Linked DNA regions of Athene noctua: region 2 is linked to region 1. Evidence: chromatin contacts called from public Hi-C data. All regions are on one chromosome and are shown on one strand. The core of a region is the stretch at or near the end of the contact, and the rest is flanking DNA. Distances in the headings are between cores, read along the strand shown. Region 1 holds the start of TDRD15 (tudor domain containing 15). Region 2 holds the start of HS1BP3 (HCLS1 binding protein 3).

What was found. A called contact is a pair of places that touch in the nucleus more often than the background predicts.
Region 2: a contact with region 1 is called in a Hi-C map of liver, with 5 times the contacts expected there. The contact joins the promoter of HS1BP3 here to the promoter of TDRD15 in region 1. A contact is called at or near these places in 2 of 2 Hi-C or Micro-C datasets (heart and liver).

Annotation. Positions count from the first base shown.
Region 1 is chr1:11,442,797-11,448,185 of bAthNoc1.hap1.1, forward strand. TDRD15 (tudor domain containing 15) reads right to left here and starts at 2,521. Exons shown (of 1, transcript XM_074933498.1): 1 at 1-2,521. The coding sequence starts at 2,509.
Region 2 is chr1:11,856,109-11,861,497 of bAthNoc1.hap1.1, forward strand. HS1BP3 (HCLS1 binding protein 3) reads left to right here and starts at 2,403. Exons shown (of 7, transcript XM_074895569.1): 1 at 2,403-2,566. The coding sequence starts at 2,526. It overlaps TRNAS-AGA (transfer RNA serine (anticodon AGA)), which reads left to right and starts at 2,224; the gene lies at 2,224-2,305.

The DNA of each region.
Region 1 (5,389 bases), core at 1,271-3,770:
CTTCATTTGTGGATACTTGCTGCACAACGCTTGCTCTGTACCATTTCCTATCTTTGGAATATTTAACAACACAAGCAACCTGTCCAGTTTTGTAGGGACTGGTATGCTCCCTATAGTAAGTCTGAATTTGTTCCATTAAGTTATTTAGCTCTGGCAGTTTGCTTTGCAACTGACATGAAAAATCTGCTGGGGAAACAACGTAAGAGCACACCACTTCAAGAACAGCTCCCGGTTCAAACACAAACTCTTTATACAATAATTTTTCCTCAGATATTGATTTACACCTTTTAGGGATAGCACCCTTTCCAAAACATGACGGTGCACCAAATTCTCTCAGCACTGAAGGCACACTTAATGATTTTTCCTTCTGAAATACCTCTCCATTTCTGGATACCTTATTTTTATGAGTATTACAGATTCTCTGTGTGTTTACTTTTTTTAATTTGCAGGGATTCCGATTTTGACATTTTCTTGAGTTTAGAACAGAATCTGGTGTCTTCTCCCAGTATTCAGCATATCCAACTTGAGCCATACATGTGGCAACATCTTGCTGCAAACCATTCCTAAACTGCACGTTAACAACATGCTTCTTGTTTTGCTTTCCAATGACATGAAGCAGCAGTAGTTTGTCACACACAATGTTTTTGAAGAAACTGGTTTCCTTTTTAACCCACACATCATCAACAGGAAATGTACGGGCAAGTGCACAACACATAGCTAAAGCTGGTAAACTGGAAAACTCCGGAAGCAACATTTTCACATCATTACAGGGTACTGTGTCTGTGTTTCCAAAATCCAAAAAATACACAGTAATGTCTACATGACGCACTTCAGTGACAACACCCCGATAATAATGCCTGTCTTTGCTATACCGGGCACAGCACAGCAATCCAGGTTCTGGCTTTTTAAGGACCATTTCATCAGCTCCACACTGATTGTATGTATCTGCAATATCTTTCATCAAGGCTTTAAATTCATCCTGGTAGTCACACAGTTGAACCCAGAAGTCAGATGGATTTATGACATGTACCACAAAAGCAGTATGAAAAGAATTTATTTGCATTTCTACTGTTTTGCAGCGGCTTGACAAAGAAATATTCCGTTCAGGTAAGCAATTTTGTGTCTGTTTATTTCCAGTACAATTCTTAAATGAATTGTATCTCTCATTACATGGTCTCTGGTTCACAGCAATACTTGCTATTTTTGTTTCCAGAAGTGAGACACATGATGCAGCTGCCTCATCCTGGTTTTCTGGATGCTGAGCATTAATTCCAAGATTTCCATTTTCCAGCGTAATATAATACAAGTGTTTAATGTCACTGAATAAATCAACGTGGACACACACAGAAGTTTGTTCTATCAAGGCCTGTGTAAGTTTTTTCAGCTGAATTTTTACTGCTGTTTCATCCTGACCACCACAACAAGACAGTGTACATGGAAATGAAATCATTGGTAATGCCAGGAACTCTACTTTGAGTTTCTGAACGCAGCTAGATGGCACGGCTTCAACACTGCCAAAATCCATAAACCAGACTTCCACATGGTCAGAGATAACACGTTTTATCACTCCTCTATTCCACTGTCCATTTTGCCTTTTGGCAGCACAGACCAGACCTAAGCTATCAAAAGATTTCTTATTTTCTGTACTGGTAGCTTCATAGTACAAATGCATAGCTTCTGTCAAATCTTCCAACTCCTTCTGCCATTTCTGTATCTGACAGTAAAATTTATTTGGGTTTACTGCAGCAGTTATTTTTACATTTTCCTTACTGCCAACAGGTAGACGTGGAAAGAGGTCATCTAGAACTGGCCAAAAATCTGTTGGTTTCTCCGAACTACTGAAAGTAAGCAACTCCTTAACTGTACACTTCTGTTGCAACACCTGTGGCACTCTTTTATAAAGTGTTTCTTGGGGAAACACTTTTAACGTTTCTACAATAAGGCAAAATGAATCTCCATCAATAAATTTTCCTAATCGCAGTTCAAGAACATCACTAATGATCTTTGGCACTTCTAGAATAAACAGTTCATACGGTATAACAGCTTTCACACAACCTCTAATCGTCAATCCTACCAGAGATGAAAAATAATTAATGGCTTGTGGAGGCCATTTTTCCCGAAGAGGAAGTATGCTTGCAAAAACACCCCAAACCACCTTTGGAGGCAGCTGAAACAATTCATCACAAGCAGAAGCAAGATGCATTTCCTCAACAACTAGCACTTGACCAGTGTCTATAAGAAAAACCTGACAGATATTTCCTCTCTTTTCCAGAACTCTTCCTCTATGCCATTCTCCTCCTGTGTCTTTCACCAAACAAGGTCCACCAACGTAAACATTATCTTTTACTTTGAATATTCGTTGTATTTCATTTTGTAGTATGCAATAGTCAAGCTCACATTCCACTTTGCGTTGACCCTGGAATACTACAACCAAGCATTCGGCATGGCATTCTATACAAGTTATCTTCAGATTCACATCTGTGTTTGATGAGGGAGTCAGAGATTCCATCCTGTCTGCAAAGAAGAGGAGTAATATCAGTCTGATAGTTTTCCGGGATTTTTTTTGTCAACTGATTCCTTAAATTAAATCTCTTTTCAAAATAATAGCATATTGTTACACACTGAAATGAAAGCAATTCATACCATTTATACAACCTCTGCTCATCTCAGAAATGTTACTTATATTGAGTAAATTTAACAGCAAATCTCTCCAAAGGAGATCTAATTCAGTGTTTCATTGCACCAGACTTGCAGTTACAAGAACTGTTTACCTGCAGAAGTATTTCCCATTGCTTATATTTCTTCTTAATATGTGAATGACCAAAGGCTCCTCCCCTACTCGCTCTGCTTCTTCTGTGTAAATCACTTCTTCAAATCAGTGACATCTTATAGATTTACAGTTTATTTAATCTGGATTTACATACAGTATCAGGTATGGCTGTAGCATATTTAATTTTTTGTAACTGCAAGGACATACATAACACATTATCTATGTCCAACATTTCTGCACGGCCCATCAACTAACAATTGTGCCTGGTGTATTTTATACTGTCTTAACACTCCAATTCTGACAGTTTACGTGTTTTAAACCCTTCAGGTACTTCCGGCTTTCATCTATAAACTGGAATTCAAGATCACCTTTTAGTTCCATTCAAATTTATCACTGTATCAGTGATTTTACACTGTTTAAAGAGACTGTGCATGCCCATAATTTAACCAAGCACTTCTATGAAACAAATGCTGTTCTAGCAAAGTAATTAGGGGCTGACAGCATCATTCAAATGCAAAGATAGCAGACAAACACACAAGGATAGACTGGACAAAGCAGATGCTTGATTTATTAACTTTTATGTAAACTTAAAGGTGAAGCTTTCAGTTTCAACCACAAGCTATGAGAGCAAGATTTTTCTCAGCCTGCAAAAAATCTTTAATGGAACTGCCATAATAGTTTTTAATCATAAGAACGCATGAAGTAGCTAGGGATCTTACAAACTGTCTTCAGAATAAATACTGATCCCTATCACTCTCGTTCCACCAAAACCAAAAATTAATAAATAAATGAGCACTCCTATTGTAAAGCTTACCAGAACATCTCAAGCAGGGGTATGACTTCTCAAAAAAAGAAAATAGATGACTTTAAAAAAAAGAAAAACAATACCACCATCTACCCAAAAAAGCCTTCCAGTAAAAACAGTACCAAACCTAGATCTGACAAATATCTGCTTAAAAAAGCCCCCTTTTTTCACTTCTCCCTGTCATAAAATATAAAGTTAAATTCTGAGGGTATTTTTAATTAAAGAAAATACCCTTCGGGAAAGGATTCTGTCTGCCTGGAAGACACACCTGATCATTAAAGAGAATAAAATTTTTAAAGGTGCACCACTGATGCTTTGGCCAGCTTTTTTTTTTCCTCACTGAAACAAAGCTCTGGTTGCAGAAACATATAACAAAAACAATTTGTGCAACGTTTGGTTTCCCATCGCCGCAGACCAAATAACAACATCAGATTGATACAGTCATTTCTACAGTTTACAAGAGTTATTTTTTCTTTTTACTCACCTACATACCAGTTAAGATTTATTCATTCAGAACCTTTATATACCTCAGCCCTCTTATTAGCAACTCTGCATCTCCACATGATAGAAAAAATCATTAGAGAAATAAACTCAATTCTTGTACCACTGCTCTGAATTCTCCCCTTTTTCAACAAAGACACCCCGAGTTTCCCACACACACAGTTTAACTGCAATTTTAAGATTTCAAAGAAAAAAATTACAAAACTGTATCCACCTTCCTAAACCCACAATAAGACCATTCTTTTCTTCACTGTAGCTCAAAAACGACACCAGTCAGGACACTACACAGATAACCCACCACATACCTTCTACGCAACAGTGGTCACATATTTATTTTTGTTTCATACAAGCATATTTTTATTTTTGATCGCTTCAGCTATCAAAACCTGTATCAAGCACAACTACCACACAAACTTACAGCATAATTAAAGGACTTTTAAATGCAATCAAGTGCGACACGTTAAGCTCTCTGCGCTGCCCTCCAAAGCGGCGGTTGTGACAGGGGCTGCCTGCCACCCCCGGCAATGGTCGCCTAAGAGGAGCAGGGCGCGGAGCCGGGCTCGACGCGACAACGCGCGGCGCGGTTGGGCAGGCGCTGCCGCCGCCAGGCGAGACCCCGAAGTGAAGACCGCCAGCCTCGCAGCAGCAGCTGCTTCACCACTCACAACCGCGCGAGCTACGTGTGAACGCCGTAGCCACCAGAACACCATCATTTGACATCGCCCAGACACCGAGCGCAGCAACCCACCTCCATCGCTCGCCCCTCATTGACAAAATGGCGGCGCACAGCGGAGCCCTCGCACGGCGGCCGGCAAAGCGCACGCGCTCCCGCGCCAATGGAAATTTACGCGCCGCGCCGGGGGGGGTGGGGCTTAAGGTCGATTGGCGGGAGCGCGGCGGCAGCGCCCAGCCAATCGGTGCGGCCCAATGGTGCCGCCCCCATCTGGGGCTGAGGGCAGGAAGTGAAGGGTCGGGGTCGGGGTCGGGGTCGGGGTCGGGGTCGGGGTCGGGGTCGGGGTCGGGGTCCATGTCCATGTCCATGTCCATGTCCATGTCCATGTCCATGTCCATGTCCATGTCCATGTCCCGCCTTTCGGGCGGTGGGGGAGTAGCTCCGTCTGGTTCGGTTTTCATTTGGACTTGTGCTTTTCTGTGTGTTTGGGCGTTTTGTTGGGGTTTTTTTGTTTTTCCTTTATGCTTGCACTTAGTAGCTGTCCGTTATCTTAGGTGATCTCTAAGCTTTTTAAAAGGTACCTGTGGGTCACTGAGTATTCTGGAGCTACCTAAAGAGGATTTCAGAGCTCCTACTCTTT
Region 2 (5,389 bases), core at 1,153-3,652, 410 kb after region 1:
AAAATCCAGCAGTTCCAAAAAAAAAGAGCCCTGAAACTTCCAAGAGTTTCTTTCTCTTTCTTTTGCTCATACACAACTGAACTGAGGCAAGTGAGACCCGTGAAGGTAGAGGAGCCGCTGAGGGTAACCCATATATCGGTAGGAAATCATAACTTTAATAGTGATGACTGTTTCTGGTCTTGGTTCTCAGATTCACTGCACATTCTCCCATAGGCCTTCCCCTGCAGGCTTCCAGTTGACAATTAGCAACACTAATGAGTCCCTGTGCCTCTGTGACTGATTACCTGGGTGCAAGGTCTGGCCAACCCTCATTGATGTACTCTTTTCTGCGAGAAAAAAAAAGAAAAAAAAAACATTAGTCCAATGGAAGAAATTTTTTTAACGTGGTATCCAAAGCAACATGGGAATCAAGCTCCAAATATTCTGAGGGGTCACTTCTGAAAAAGGCAAGATTGTTGCTCAGCTCCAGCAGACAGCTCTATTAGCAATCACAGTTTTCTTCAGTCAGGTTTGATTTTTGTGCACCTTTTATGCCAAGATTCACTCTTTGCAGCAATCATCTGATGAAAGACCCTACCCTAACCTCATGGGTAAGTCAGCTGATTCTTACCACCTTTCAGAGGGTAGCAACACTGAAACATATTTTATTTTCCAACTACATGATGTTTTTGACGATATGGGCTGTGAAGTTATAAAAATGCCAGATATAACAAGACTTGTTAAGAAATCTGATAAACAGGCAACTCTTGGATTTCTTCATGAGCATACTGACACGGTGCACAGAACCTCTCCAGGTCAAAGACAGAACCCAGCAGCATACTGGGGCTGAGCAGACACTTTTGTTTGGGGAGAAAAGCCCCAGTTTTGAAGCGTCTTCACAGGCACTTGGTGATGTTTGGATGGACACTGCTCAGTGAGTGTGACAAGCACTGCCTCAGCGGGGGCTCATAGCCCAGATCCTGCGCTATTTTTGCTGTCTCAGGTTGCCAAGTGCCAGCTGCTTACTCCTTGTTACTATCTGAGTAAGTTGGATTATCCAGGAAGCCAACTGGGGATAAAAATGCCATTAGAGAAGTAATTCATTTAGACATACAGCTATTTAGGATATACTTTCACGAACTCCAGCCCAGAGCTTTTTAACCTTTCAGAGGCCACATGAGAACGATTCACATCTCAAAAGCATTTTCCAGTGGCTTGCAGCACTTCTGGCAACCACGACTCCTGTGCCAGGCAGGCTGCACCCGTGTGGTGGTATTTACACTACGCTTAACAAAAGGCTTCCAGTGGCGATAACCAGGGACAGAAAACAAACAGGATTTAGGAAGGAACTCCACTTACAAAGTCTTTTTTTGTTTGTTTTGACTCATGAGTTTCATGCTCCAGACTTCTCGTTTCACCAGAAGCAGCAAAAGATCACTCTGTATCTGCCACCTTTGGATCTCTCTTGATTTTTACAGACTTTCAGCACATCCCCAACTCCTCCAGCTGTTTCTCTTCGGCATGAAAAGCCCTAATCCACTCACCAGGTGCCCTTTTAGGGGCCACTCCTTTCTGGGGGCACCCCTGGACCCTCTGCGTACCCACTCGGGGTGCAGAGCATGTTCAGGGGTGCCTACACTGATGCCGCTGCAGAGTCTGGTTTTTACTGCTTTTCTAACGTTCCCCAGCATCTCCTTAGGTTTCTGCTGTGATTATTGAGGCGTGAACAGCAGACAGCTGTGCCCGGTTCTTTTTTTTCTCGGTGCTTCCCAGCAAGAGCTCTGCACACCCGTGTAGAGAAGCACTGAGAAAGAAAACAAAACCACTCGGGTGCACGCAGACGCGTGAAAACAAGCGTGGCTCCCCAGGGCAGCTATGAGTGCCGGCGAGGGGCAGCAGAGGGAGCAGCGGCTTGCTGCCTTTCCAAAACACAGGCTGGGGCCGGCAGCGCCCCCAAACACCCCGCGGCCAGGGCACCCCGCGCCCGGCTGGGCCCTCGGCCGCGGCGCGGGCCCCCAGGCACCCGGCGGCCGTTTACCGGAGCTCAGCCACCGGAGCAGCACCCCGCCGCCCGCTTTCCGGCAGGTGGGTGCGTGCGAGCTGCTCCCGCTCGGCCGGGGGGCGCCGGGCCGGGGGGCGCCGGGCCGGGGGGAGCCGGGCCGGGGGGCGCCGGGCCGGGGGGAGCCGCCGCCGGCCGGGGGGCGCCTTAGTGCAGCGCCCGCGCCCGCTGACCCGCCCGGCGGTGTAGTCGTGGCCGAGTGGTTAAGGCGATGGACTAGAAATCCATTGGGGTCTCCCCGCGCAGGTTCGAATCCTGCCGACTACGGCCGGAACCGTCCTTTTCTTTCTCCCCCGGCCCCGCCGTTTTCCTCCGCCCGCTCTCCCCCAGCGATCGTTTTGCACCAAAGCCGCCCGCCCGCCGGCCAACATCCGGCAGGGCGGCCGCCGCCAGCCCGCGGGAAGGGAGGCGGGACCCCGTGACGGCCGGACGCGGCCTCTCCCTCCCGGGCCGGCGCCGATCCGCAGCGACGCCGCTTCCCCGCGCCATGCAGCACAGCCCGGCGCCCGCCGTGCTGGTCACCACCAGGTACCGGCGCGGGGACAAGGAGGCCGAGAGCCGCGACCCCGCCGCCCGCCTCAACTTCTCCAGCCGTTACGGGCGGTGGCGCCGCGGAGCCGCCCGCCGCGGCCTTCCCTCGGCGGGGCAGGGCCCGCGCTGGGCCCCGCCGCGCTGCTGGCGGGCGCCGCCCGGGGCAGGGGACGGGGCGAGCGGCGCCTCACGGGGACCCCGGGGCGGGCCTGAGGAGGGGCTGCGGGGCAGGGGACGCTGAGGCGAGGCCGAGGTGGGCGGCGGGTTGCTGGTGCGTGGATTTGCCCCCCGGGACGGTTCGGAGTTACGCGTCTCCTCGAGTTTTTTGGCGTTTCAGAGCCGGGAGAGATCAGTGTTGCTCTGGCCCGCCCGGTGTCACACCAGCCGTTTGGTCCTCTCCTCCTGTGGTAACTTAGGGCCGTTTCCCTTCCCCACGGACACTGCTGGGGACACAACGTGTGCTCCCACCCTCCGGAAACATCTTTTCCTTGTCAGTAGTTCGAAGAGGGTCAGAAGGAATTAAAATTTTTCCTGAAGCGTACACTGGCGTCTTTGACGCGCGGTGTTGTCCGTGCTTTTGGTTGACCCCCATTCCCGCTGTCTGCCAGGCCGCAGGGAACCCATCTGGCTTGAAGTTAGGCCAGCGATGGGCAAAATAAACTTACTCTGTTTTCCCACCTTCTTGAAACCATGCCCTAGGTGGGTGTAGAGGTGCTGTTTTCAGTTGCATTACGTTTTTAAAACCTGTATTTTCTTAGGTGTGGTGATTGAACCCTCAAGAGAAATGCCTCAAGAAGAAAATGCCTGTAGCAATCTTTATAGAGAAACGATAAAGATATACATAGAGAGTTATATTTTTTTTTTTACCCCCTCAAGATATTTGAGACCACATGAAAGCAGTTCCCTATCAGATGTGACATGAGAAACAAGTGTTGATTCAGCAAGGTCCTGACTCTCGCACCTACCTCCGAGGACATAAGTAGCAACTATTTCAATCACATTAACTTCAAAGCCATTATTTTAATCCTTAAATATTTGGCTGTATGAGAGCCTGACTTCCTTTGGAGCAGTGGCCTTGAACCTTCAAACATATCTTAACTTGCATACGTGTTTTGTAGGACTGACTTTATATTAGATTTAGCCTTGGAAATGGAAATCAGAACACCTGGATTTGTTTTACAGTCAGTAGACTTTACCACTTGCAAATTGTCCCATGGATATTGGAATGCTTTCAGTAATAAAATTGAATATATATGCATGTGTGGGATTACAGCTGTAGCAGGTGAATATATTTTCTATCTTGTGAGATAAGATAGCTGTGTAGTTGTGACCTTTTTCACTCTTTATGCATACTGGTTTTGGGAATAGGATTCCTATCTGCTATGGTAATATAAATTAATAATCTGTATACTTGTAGTTAGACTATACAGAGAAACGGAAACATTTGGTGGCTAATTTGTGTCAGATATTTTGCATTTACTTAATGAATAAACTAGTTGTACAAGTTTTTTCTCCTTTTACTATGGCCTGGGCCATTACAGTTTGGTCCCCTTTGGGCAGAGGTAGTTGGAGCTGCTGACAGGGGTGTCTTTATTGAGGTCTGAAGTGCAGAGTCCACTCTCCTCGCCACACAGACACTGGAATAAAGTTTGTCTGGTCACAGCACTTACCTCGCTTTCTTTGCTTTCTTGCTTGCAATGGCTATTTTCACCCCTCTCCCACCTTGGCCTTTCAGCACAGAAAGAAGATTAATTAAAGTACAGGGCCTCTATATTATAGCACATCAAAAGACAGGAATGAAAAGCTGTTGCTGTTCCACGAACTGTGGAAACTGCTCTGTTCAGCTGACCCTTATGTAGTCTCCCCTTCTTCTGTCCAGTGCCAACACTGCATGATCTGATTGTGCAAGCACAGTGCTACTGGTATGAATGGTCTGTTACTGGTATGAATGGTCTCATTGTATTCAGGTGAAATGATTCATGTTAGGAGAATTAACCATGTGCCCAAGTCTCCCCTGAACTGTCGGTATTGTAGGCAAAAGCGTAACTGAGAGATACACAAGCTAGGTTTAAATAAGGAGTAGAAGCAATAAACCTGTGTATCCAATTTAAACAACTAGCTTTCTCATTTTCCTTCTTTTTTAAAGCCACTACTGTAAAACTGATTGTGTTTGATGTGAAAAATCCAATGAAACTATATTCTGTCTTGGGATTTGTAGGTGATACTTCCATTTGAATGACAATAACAGTATCAAATTAAAACACTGGGGCTTCTTATTTTGCAACTAAAGCATCACAAGAACAAGTGTGCACTTTGGATATTACACTGTAGCTGTCTCAGCCTCCCTGCTGATTTCTGTTCATTTAGAATCTATTTTATATTTTAAAAACCCACACAAATCTTTTGCTATGGAGATAATAAGGGTAGATTTCCTGTAAGAGATGGTAATGAAGGCTGTCACAAGGCCAAAAGCAAACAAAAATGTAGCTATTCCCCCTCCCTCTAATCACTTTCCATTACAGTCATTTTAGTCCAGACTTTTAACAACTTTAAAAGAAAAACCTTGGGTATAGATAAGGTACTTACTAACTTTATGTCATTTTTAGAACTTTTTGATGCAGCAGCTCTTACAGTGAAATTGTTGTATCATCTCAGAACATCTGTATGTGGTTGGTGTTTTAAGCTAAATAAGGTCGTTCAGGAAGGATGGTTTTGTGGTGGTTTTTCCTTTTATTTACATCAGAGGTGAAAAGCAGGTTAATTTGTCATTTGTGCTCTGTGGCTGTGTTAACAGAAGTCAGTCACTCCTGAGTACCATCC